Regions from separate parts of the Pan troglodytes genome. Here region 1 is linked to region 2. Evidence: chromatin contacts called from public HiChIP or PLAC-seq data. All regions are on one chromosome and are shown on one strand. Each heading gives the region's core, a stretch centred on a gene start, on an enhancer-like site or on the middle of the called end of the contact. The rest is flanking DNA. Distances are from core to core; before and after follow the strand shown. Region 1 holds the start of SMG7 (SMG7 nonsense mediated mRNA decay factor). Region 2 holds the start of ARPC5 (actin related protein 2/3 complex subunit 5).

Evidence for each region. HiChIP or PLAC-seq counts read pairs in DNA pulled down with a chosen protein or histone mark.
Region 1: an H3K4me3 HiChIP or PLAC-seq map of stem cell-derived excitatory neurons shows a contact between it and region 2, with 5 times the contacts expected there. The contact joins the promoter of SMG7 here to the promoter of ARPC5 in region 2. A contact is called at or near these places in 1 of 7 Hi-C or Micro-C datasets (stem cell-derived neural progenitor cells), 1 of 1 datasets of contacts at active chromatin or transcription factors (stem cell-derived excitatory neurons) and 1 of 1 other capture datasets (stem cell-derived neural stem cells).

Annotation. Positions count from the first base shown.
Region 1 is chr1:65,621,674-65,626,683 of NHGRI_mPanTro3-v2.0_pri, reverse strand. It overlaps SMG7 (SMG7 nonsense mediated mRNA decay factor), which reads left to right and starts at 2,741. Exons shown (of 22, transcript XM_024350512.3): 1 at 2,741-4,163. The coding sequence starts at 4,135. It overlaps LOC107969542 (a long non-coding RNA gene), which reads right to left and starts at 2,349. Exons shown (of 5, transcript XR_001711462.4): 1 at 2,227-2,349; 2 at 1,972-2,047; 3 at 1,189-1,314.
Region 2 is chr1:65,456,931-65,461,357 of NHGRI_mPanTro3-v2.0_pri, reverse strand. ARPC5 (actin related protein 2/3 complex subunit 5) reads right to left here and starts at 1,466. Exons shown (of 4, transcript NM_001246501.1): 1 at 1,217-1,466. The coding sequence starts at 1,359. RGL1 (ral guanine nucleotide dissociation stimulator like 1) reads left to right here and starts at 1,764. Exons shown (of 18, transcript XM_016933982.4): 1 at 1,764-2,201.

The DNA.
Region 1 (5,010 bases), core at 1,492-3,991, 160 kb before region 2:
ACAAAGACTAGATTGAGAGCTGGGTACAGTGATTCACACCTAAAATCCCAGCTACTTGTGAGGCTGAGGCGGGAGGACTGCTTGTGGCCAGGAGTTAGAGATAGCCTGGGCAATACAGTTAGGCTGCATCTCTATTTAAAAAAAAAAAAAAGACTAGATAGAGTATTATTTTAAAAAATAATGTTATGCTGTAGTAGTTCTATTTTACTCTTTTTAGCTTGATATAAAAGAGCAAAAGGGACTGGGCAAGGTGGCTCACACCTGTAATCCCAGAACTTTGGGAGGCCAAGGCAGGTGGATCACTTGAGGTCAGGAGTTTGAGACCAGCCTGGACAACATGGTGAACCTTGTCTCTACTGAAAATACAAAAATTAGCTGGGCATGGTGGCACACACCTGTAGTCCCAGCTACTTGGGAGGCTGAAGCACAAGAATTGCCTGAACCCAGGAGGCAGAAGTTGCAGTGAGCTGAAATTGTGCCACTGCACTCCAGCCTGGGTGACAGAGTAAGACTCTGTCTCAAAAAAAAAAAAAAAAAAGCAAAAAGGCAGAAAAAAATTTAATGTTTATCAAGTTCAGTGTTGTATAATGGGCACTCAATCATGTATGTCATCATTAAAGGTCACAGGAAGCCTATAACAGGTAATGCTTCCATTTTGGTCAAGGAGCAAACTGAAGTTCAGATACCAAGATGGCAGAGTTAGAATGCATACTCAGGTCCGTTAGCTTGTGATCTTTCCATGAAATCACTTAGCCAAAAAGACAAACCCAAAAACAAAATCTGGTAGGATTAATGTAAGTAAGGAAGCTTCTCTTTAATTTCTTTTGGTTTAGATGTGATCTTATATCTGTAGGGGGGGAAAAGGTGAACAATATCTATTGCAAAAAGAAAGATGTCTGTAATTCTACAAGTTTGTTGACTAGGACAAGTGGAAATAGATGAAAATGGAAAATGTGTATTAAACAGTATATAAATAGAAGGTAATAATTTTTCTGAGTCCTATTGATTTTTGAAGGTAATTTTAATATTAGTATCAAAGTCTTCTAATCTCTAAAATATACTACTATTCTTCTATTTAGCTAGAGATATTGTAAAGCTATTGAAGACTCTTATAAGATTCTTAGGAAAGCTGCTATAAAACACAGACTTTATTATTTCTGACCTCATGTGTTCCTACTTTGTTCTTACCCCAATTACTGCATCCCTCATATTGCATCCTAATCATTACTCTGAGCTCTCTACCAGCAGTTGGATTTCCTCAAGACAGGGACCAGGTCTCTTTCATTGTGGTGTCCATCATAACCAGAACAGTGTCTGAAATATAATAAGTACTCAGTAAATGTTTATGGAATAAATCAGCAAACACTAACAAAAGGATTCATCTTTCTGATCCGTTTCTCTATTTCCAAAATGAGAAGATAGTAGTAATATTTTCCTAGATTGCTTATCAGGAATGTATGATAACTGTTCATACACTCTTTATTGGAGATATGTGCCACAGACATAAATGGCTATTACCATGATTAGTAAGGGGGTAATTATTACAATTTTTATTCTGGTTGAAATCTAACCAATTAAAAAATCTAACCAATACGCGATCACACTGGTCTTTAAATTAAAAAAAATATATCTAGCCAATAAATTTTCGGAAAGAAATGTAGGCTATTTGAGGTAATAGGTAGTAGGAGTCTCTATCCTTGGGCGCTCATGGTAGAAGGCAAAGCAGAACCCCACCGCGGAAATGAGAATAATCCCTCACTAGGTGGCTCTCTTTGCCGTGAGTGGGCGGCGCGTCGGGGCGGGGCGGGTGATTGGGGGCATTGTACTGCCGCAAGCGCTGCGTGTCACGCCGCATCATACCAGGCGCTGGCAGCATGAGGGGCATAGTCCACTTTCTATTTCGTTAATGACAATCTGTCCTTGGAATTTATTTCAAAGCAGGTTGTACTTTCGTTTCCGCTAAACTTATACCTGATGTTTCAACTGAACATTGGTATAGTCTTATTGGTGCAGGTCTCAGAGAAGGATCTTGAAAGTGCCTCTTCACCTGGCGTAGAAAAAGACAGCAGGAATCAGGTAGCCAAACCAGACCAAACCAAATCAAAATAGCCCATTAAAATCCTTATTTTAACTATCCTATGAGGGCTGCATTCTTGGAAGGTTTTATATAGTTACATATCCTAAAGTAATTTGGGATAGCTCCTTAAATGACTCCACAATACGAACCGAAAATATAACTTGTAAAACGTCAATTTCTTCAAGTCATGGATGATGAATTTTCCAGCTATTTCTCATACACTTCATATTATTATTGACTTCGTTCTTTATTTCAGCTTTTTGGCCCGAAACCTGACACAAAATACACATAATAAATATCCAAAAAGATTTGTTCTGAGAATGAAACTTCTTTTCCTAGACTCCTTTCACCAGACAGATGTATCTAGGGTTCGTTCTTCTTGATCCTCTTTTATCCGATGTTTTCCTCTCTAACTCAACGACACAGAATGACGACTTTTAAAACACTGCAGACCCGTGAGAGGAGAAAGGTTGCAGAGCAGGGAGGAACTTGGAGGTCTGCCTTTAATAATCAAGCAGGATCCCCACTGCGGGGTGCCTATCAGAGTGATGGCGCTAGTCAGCCTTCCGGCTTGTCCCCGGCTTAAATGATAGAAAACCACGTGTTAGCCTTCTAGGATGTGTTCCCACCCTCACCCTGGCCTCCTCGCGGCAGGCTCGCGACAGCTAGGTCAGGAGGGAGTACGCGGGTGGGGTGGATTTGGGGGAGGGGTCGACTCGCCAGAAGTCGGCTATCCCCGTCGGCAGGGAAGGCATCGCGGCTGTCGTGTGCCGCTCTCCTCCCTCAGGGACCCCGTCCAGGCGGGATCCCGCCTCCCAGAGCCCAAGGCAGTTGTGGGGAAACCCCTTGCCCTTCCTCGCCGCTTGGCGCTGCCGCCTCGCCCTCCCGACTCCAGCCCGCCGCCCACCAGCCTCCAGGCCATGCATCCTCTTCGCAGGCCCAGCCCTCTCCACGCCCGGCTCTGAGAGGAAACTACGGAGGTGGTTCCCGCTCGCAGGCGGGTGGAAAAGCCCATGGTGAATGCCTCGGGGTGTCCCCCCAATTGCTGTGGGAAGTGGGAAGGGAGGAGGAAGTGGACTTCACCACCGGGGAGAACTACATCGATTCCTAACTTGGGGGAGGACTTTAGATGGAAGGGAAGCCAAACGGGGAACCCTGGGCGGTTTCCTGGGAATCCATTGGCCAAGGGGAGGGTGACCCTGTCCGCACACATCGGTTACTATGACAATATAACCACAGCCTCCAGTTGCCATGGCAGCTGCCTATCCAATCCGATTGTCTTCTTTTCTCTTCCTCTCCGGGCCCCACCTTATCCCCTCCAAGAGTCTCCCAGCGTGCATGGGGAGGGGCTGCAGCGAAGAGGAGAGGGGGTCCTTCGAGTCACTCTCTACGCGCGAGGGAAGACAAGCGTTGAGGGACTGCTGGGAGGAACTGTAGGAGGAAGGGGCGGCGTTTCCGGTGGGGAAGAGTGGAGGCGTGCAAAAAGGAAGAGGGAAATCGGCAGGAGTGATAAGAAGGGGGAAGACTTTGAGTGTAACTCCCGTTCTTTTGGCCTGGGTGTTCCCGGTGGTGGGGTTGGGATTGCCCCCTTGCGCGGGAGGAGAAGGGTGGATTGGCAGGAAGCCTCCAAGCGCCACCAGCCGGTCTCTCAGAAGCCGCACAGGCGCCACACAGCTCGTTGATCCCAAAAGGGAGCGCTACAGAGAGGCGGAAATCACTGAGGGGACAGGCGCTGCTGAAATCTCGCGAGAGGGACCCCCTCCCTCGCCCGGTCGCCGACTTCCTCTGCTTCTCCTCTTTCCCCCGCCCCTCCTCCCTCCCCCTCCCCCCCGGGTCGGAGTGTCCCTGCGCCCCACGGGCCAGAGCAGCAGCGAGAGCAGCTTTCCCCACTCCCTCCCCCTCGCCTCATTCACCCCCACCCCCCTGCCGAGCGAGGAGGAGCTGGAGGAGAGGAAGATGGCGGCGGCCGCCAGCACCCGCGGTGCCGCGGGGCCGCTCCGAGGAGCCTGAGAGACCCACGGAGGCTTCGCGGGAAGACGCGGCGGCGGCGGCGGAGGATGAGCCTGCAGAGCGCGCAGTACCTCCGGTGAGTGCCGAGGCCGGGCTGGTACGTAGGGGGAGCGGGCCGCAGGTTGGGGCATGGAGCAACAGACACCGAGGTGGTAAGTCCGGGGTGGCGGGGGAGTTGCTGCGTCCTCTCCTCGCCGGGCAGGGCGGCGGAGACTGCAGGGGGATCTGCGGGAGGGGGCGGAACGGGTATGGGTGCCTAGCCCCTACCGCCCGGGCTGAGCTCTGGCGAAGCCAGCTCGTCCCGGTGCGAGGAGGGAGGTTGGGGAAGCGTGAGAATGTGCGCGCGCGCCCTTGGTCTCGGGTTTGCTAGCGAGGGGTGGAGAGAAACGTCGGGGAGGCGGCGGCGACCCCGAGTGGAGGTGGGTGTGGAGGAGTCTGATCCCCGTGGCAGGGGACTCGTGGTGTGGCGTGGGATTGGTTGGAGCGATGCATGAGTAGAGGACGGGGAGGAAGTCTGCACACCTGGGGTGCTGGGGCGGGGGAACCGCGGAGGGCAGACAGGGGGAGAGGGAGACCGCAGGAAACTGAAGCTTGTTCTTCATTCTCGGGTTGGGAGTATTGAGGAATAATGTCATCTGTAGTTAGTTGGCGGTGTGGGGAGGCGTGAAGGGGAATAGATGGGGAAGTGAGGAAAGAGGGAGGCACTGTGGACAAGGTTGGGTTTTTCAGAAGAAACTGGGTTAGAATCAGTGTAGTCGGAAGATACCATTCTGAGAGTCGTGTGCATTCATTAAGAGTGGTGTAAGGAACTTGTATGTCAGAGGTAGAGTGACACATGGGTATAGTGTGTGTGTGTGCGAGATGTGTGTCTGGGGTGGGGGGCGCGGCGATTGATGCACATTTCAGGATGAAGATGTAGATAG
Region 2 (4,427 bases), core at 217-2,716:
AACATCTAATTAATTGTGAAAGTTGTGGCAAAGGACTATCTATATATTGATAAATGTCTAATGCTCTATTTAGGTGCCTTTAAAAAAGGATATTGTTGCCATTAAATATTTTCACTCTCATATTTCCCCAATATAACAGGACATTGTTGAGAGTCTTCCTTATGAATACACCCAAGAATAATTAGAAATGCATACAAATTCAGTGTCTGAGATTTTCTAAAACTACAGCTTCGGTTTTTTTGCAACATTTACATTTTTCTAAAAAAGATGTAATGCAAATGCGAAGCCAAAGTTATGAATATTCAAATATGCAAAAACAGAAACCGGGAACTGACTGCCATATTTTAACTAAAATGGAAACAATTTTAGGATTACAAAAATGATTCTGCTTTATACGAATGACTCATCTTCTATCTTATTCATTGGGGTTTATTTTAAATATTTCCAAGGATTCTCCACACGCATTCCCCGTCGTTTTTTCTATTGTCCTTTTCTTAGCAGGTAAAAGGCTCCAAGCTTCCTTCTAGGAGTTTTGTATTTTTTGTATTCATTCCCCTCCCCCGGTTAACAAATTCTGTACAATGTATATTTTGCCAAATCCCCTTCTTCTTTTTTTTTTTTTTTTTTTTTAAAAAGGCCAATGGGCTGAAAGCACAGGGACCCTCAATTTTCGAACAGTCCCATCTCCCCCCGCCCCCTGGTAAGGAATAAACTACCTTAACGCTACCAATAACAAAAACACAACAAAAAACAAAACCACTAAGGAAAGATGCAGGTTCCCCACAATCAGAAATTTCTGGAGCTAATGTGACCCCAGGAAATAAGAGTTCTAGGAAGAAAAACTAAGGCGCTCGGCACCAGCCTTCCCCACCAGCCGGGGCCGCCTTCCCCAGCGCCGCGAGGGCGCGGCCGGCGGGACCAGTTCCCGAGGCAGGCAGGCACTCGGGTGCAACCTGAGGAATCTAGGGGCGTGGAAGGCGCGCGGGGGAGGGCAGGCTTCCAAGAGTGGGACCCTCGCGTCTCCTGCCGACTGGGTAGGAAACGAGGGCTTCCCCCTTGCCCTCTCAGAGCGGGCGATCCCAAAGACACAGGTTAAGCCGCAGGTTGAGAGGGCAGCTCCGCGCCGGTGCCCCGCGGATCCTGCAGGCTCCCGGGTCCCAGGAGAAGGGCGGGCTGGGCTGGGCTGGGGTGGGGAGGGCGGTGAATGCAAGGATATTGCCGCAGGCAGGAGTCCACCTCGCCCTCGTCGGGCCCGGCCTGGCCGTCGCCCCCATCTTCTTCGTCCACGAACTTGTTCTCGTCATATTCATCCACGTCCACCTTCCGGAAGCGGGCCGACGACACTGTGTTCTTCGACATCCCAATCCCGACCAGCGGCAAAGGCCTCTTCTTGGCGCTGCCTCTACCTCAGCAAGCCCAGCCCAGCAACCCACTACCCGGCGCCTGATTCACTTCCCTCTTCCGCTCTGGGGCGTCGCCGACTGCCGCGGCTCGGACCGTTCTGGGCCTGCGCGCTAGCCCCGTTTCTTCCTCCTCAGGTTCGCGCTCCCTTGGCGCCTCCCACGCTGCCCCTGCTCTTCCACGGAGAGCGCGCGCGAGGGAAGGAGCGCGCAGGACACAGCGCGCAGGCGCGGGCTCTCCGCAGGCAAGGGGCGGGGCTGGGCGAAGGAGGCGGGGGCGAGAGGGAGGGCCAAAAGCTGGACCGCGGGCAGAGGTAAGAAGCGATTGGTCGTCCGATTGCGTCACGTGATTCTCGGTGAGGGGGTTCCCATAGAAACGCTTTTCTGCGGTCCAGTCTAGGGGGTCTGAGATTGGCGGGGATGGGCAGCAGCGGCAGGTGGCCTTGGCTTTTGCTGCAGCCGTCAACGACCTATCATTGGGGTCCTGCGTAAGGTCCGGCTGGCTGGGACTTGGCTGTGGGTGGGATGGACTGGCTGCCGGACCGAGTGCCCTGCAGTTGGTAGGAGTATGAGGCAGAGTGATGCACACCCGGGCGCCCAGCATCGTTCTAATTGCCGGAGACATTGCCTCAGACTGTGCGCTGCTAGAGGCTGCGTTCCTGAGCAGGAAGCCCGTTTCCTGGGATTGGAACTACCCTTCTTGGCCAGCGGGAAGTCCCCAAGGACGGAGTCGAAAGGTCAAATCTTATCTGTCAGTGCTGTGTGACAGCATCGCAACGGGATCTGCAGAACCTGAACTCGGTATCAAATCTATTGGGAGGGAGGGGAACGTGTCCGGGCAGGCGCTGGGGTCGGGTGGCAAAACTGGGGTGAATTTGTAGAATTTGGGAAAGGGTCATTGACATCTTAAAATAGGTGGTCGTTTGGAGCAAGAATGCTCGAAAGGGGTGAGGGTAGGTTAGGCTCTCTAGTGCTGGGGGAAAACAAAATGTGGAAGGATTGGTGGAAACCAGACCTTTAAGATTTATATTATGATTTGAGATTTATATGATTCCATCTAGGCCAGATTAAAAAAAAATTTGACATCCCCATTTCTGGAATGTAGGAGATAAAGGCACTAAGATGAAGGAAATGGTAGTTGTGCTGTGTGTATTACACTGAAGAACAAATATTTGCAGGATAAAATTAATTTGGACATTTGGCTGGACACTGCTCGGTATGGGTCCAGTTTAGTTGGACCTCGAGCAGAAGACTGGCTGTTGCCCTGTTGTGTACCACAATCTTTGGTTTCCAGTGCTGTGTTGAAAAGAGCACTAGGCTTAGAATCAGAAAACTCAGGCTTAAGTCTTGACTCTTCCACTCATAATGTTTGAACGAGACATGTCACTTAAAATTCTGTCTCAGATTCCTCATCACTGAAATGGAGCTAATAATGTGCACTTTACAAGATTGTTCTTAGGATTATATATCACGAAAGTGTTTCCAAGCTCTAAAATTCTACATAAATGTAAAATGCATGTTGCTTGTACCATTGGTTTTGGGACTAGTCTTATAAATTTCTTAATGATATATGGTGTTTTATCTCCTTCCTAGAAGAGATGGAAAGATTCTGAAGGGCAGAAACAGTTTTTCTTTTGTATCTTCCTTCCATATGACAAAAAGCTAAGCATGCAGAAGGGACTCGATACATGCTTGATGAATGAATGAAATGTGAAAGACCGTACAGTTTGAGAATCATACTGAGAATAATAAATCAGAAGAGGGAGAGAGATCTCAAAATTAAATATTTGTTGGATATATACATGTAAATACATATGTCCAGTCTTCTTTAAGTTCAAAAAAATACATATATAATGTGTGTATATTTATCTATGCAGTATATTATATATAAATAGAGAGTGGGAGAGAGACCTCGAGAATGGAATACATCCCTTTTTCTTGGGAAGAAGCAATGTGGCGTTTTTCTGTTCCCAATTAAACCACTCTTCTATAAGTATATCATTTAGGTGATAGAAGTAACATTGCTTTAAATTAACATTCAAGTTATGAACACACACACTGGTAAAAATTCTCTTAGGAATGCCTTAAGACAGCAAAGGAAAAATTTTTACCTGTTGGCAATATTTATTTTAAAAAGCCATATACCAAAGTATAAAATCATTACTATGGTGAATGGCGTTATATAACTTAGAATAAAGATTTTACAATTTTTTTTCAGTTTCAGTCTTTGCTAACTTTAGTAGATGCTAATCAGTATACTTTAGCTGTTAAAGGTGATTGTACTTTTTCTTCTTTTAAATCAAGATTTTTCTTTGAAGAGAAAATCGAACATTAGAGGCACTATTGACAGCAAATGGAAACAGGGATTCAAGAGCTAATACATCTCTTCTCTTACATTTCTATTCTTTTGTATTGCCTTATTTAGGAAATTTTTTATTTTCTTATTTGAGAACTATGAAAGAATCCCAGAGTAGAAATCAGCTTAAGGGAATAGTGAAAGAAATTTAAATAATGGATTGCTCAAGGGTATAATTATTTTGATTGCTCAGAATTTTGCTCTATATGTTTAATGTGTTCAATGTAATTAATTGCCAGCCAAATAATGCTTATTGCATTTAAGATGTGAAAAATGTCCTTTTCTAATGCAGTATTTTTTATTGTCTCACAATGATCTAAGTGCCTAGTACATAATAGGTACTCAACGTGTTTCTAGTCAATGATTTAATGATCTGACAAGTTAATTTTGGACGAACATTCAGAAATTGAGTATTTTTTAGTGGGCACATAAATTACTTCTCTACCTTATTAGGTAGTTAAATCTTTATAAAGCTTTAGAGAAATTTTTGTGTGTATGTGGAGAAATCTGTCTTTAATTATCTTTTAATTAGAAAACTCATTTCACTTCCTTGCAAATTCTAAATTTTTAATGTTAATCATGATACTTAATTCATCTTAGGTAATATTATTTTCCTTATTTTAATTTTTCAAATGAGTGCTTACCCTGATATAAAAGATTTATAAGGTTTT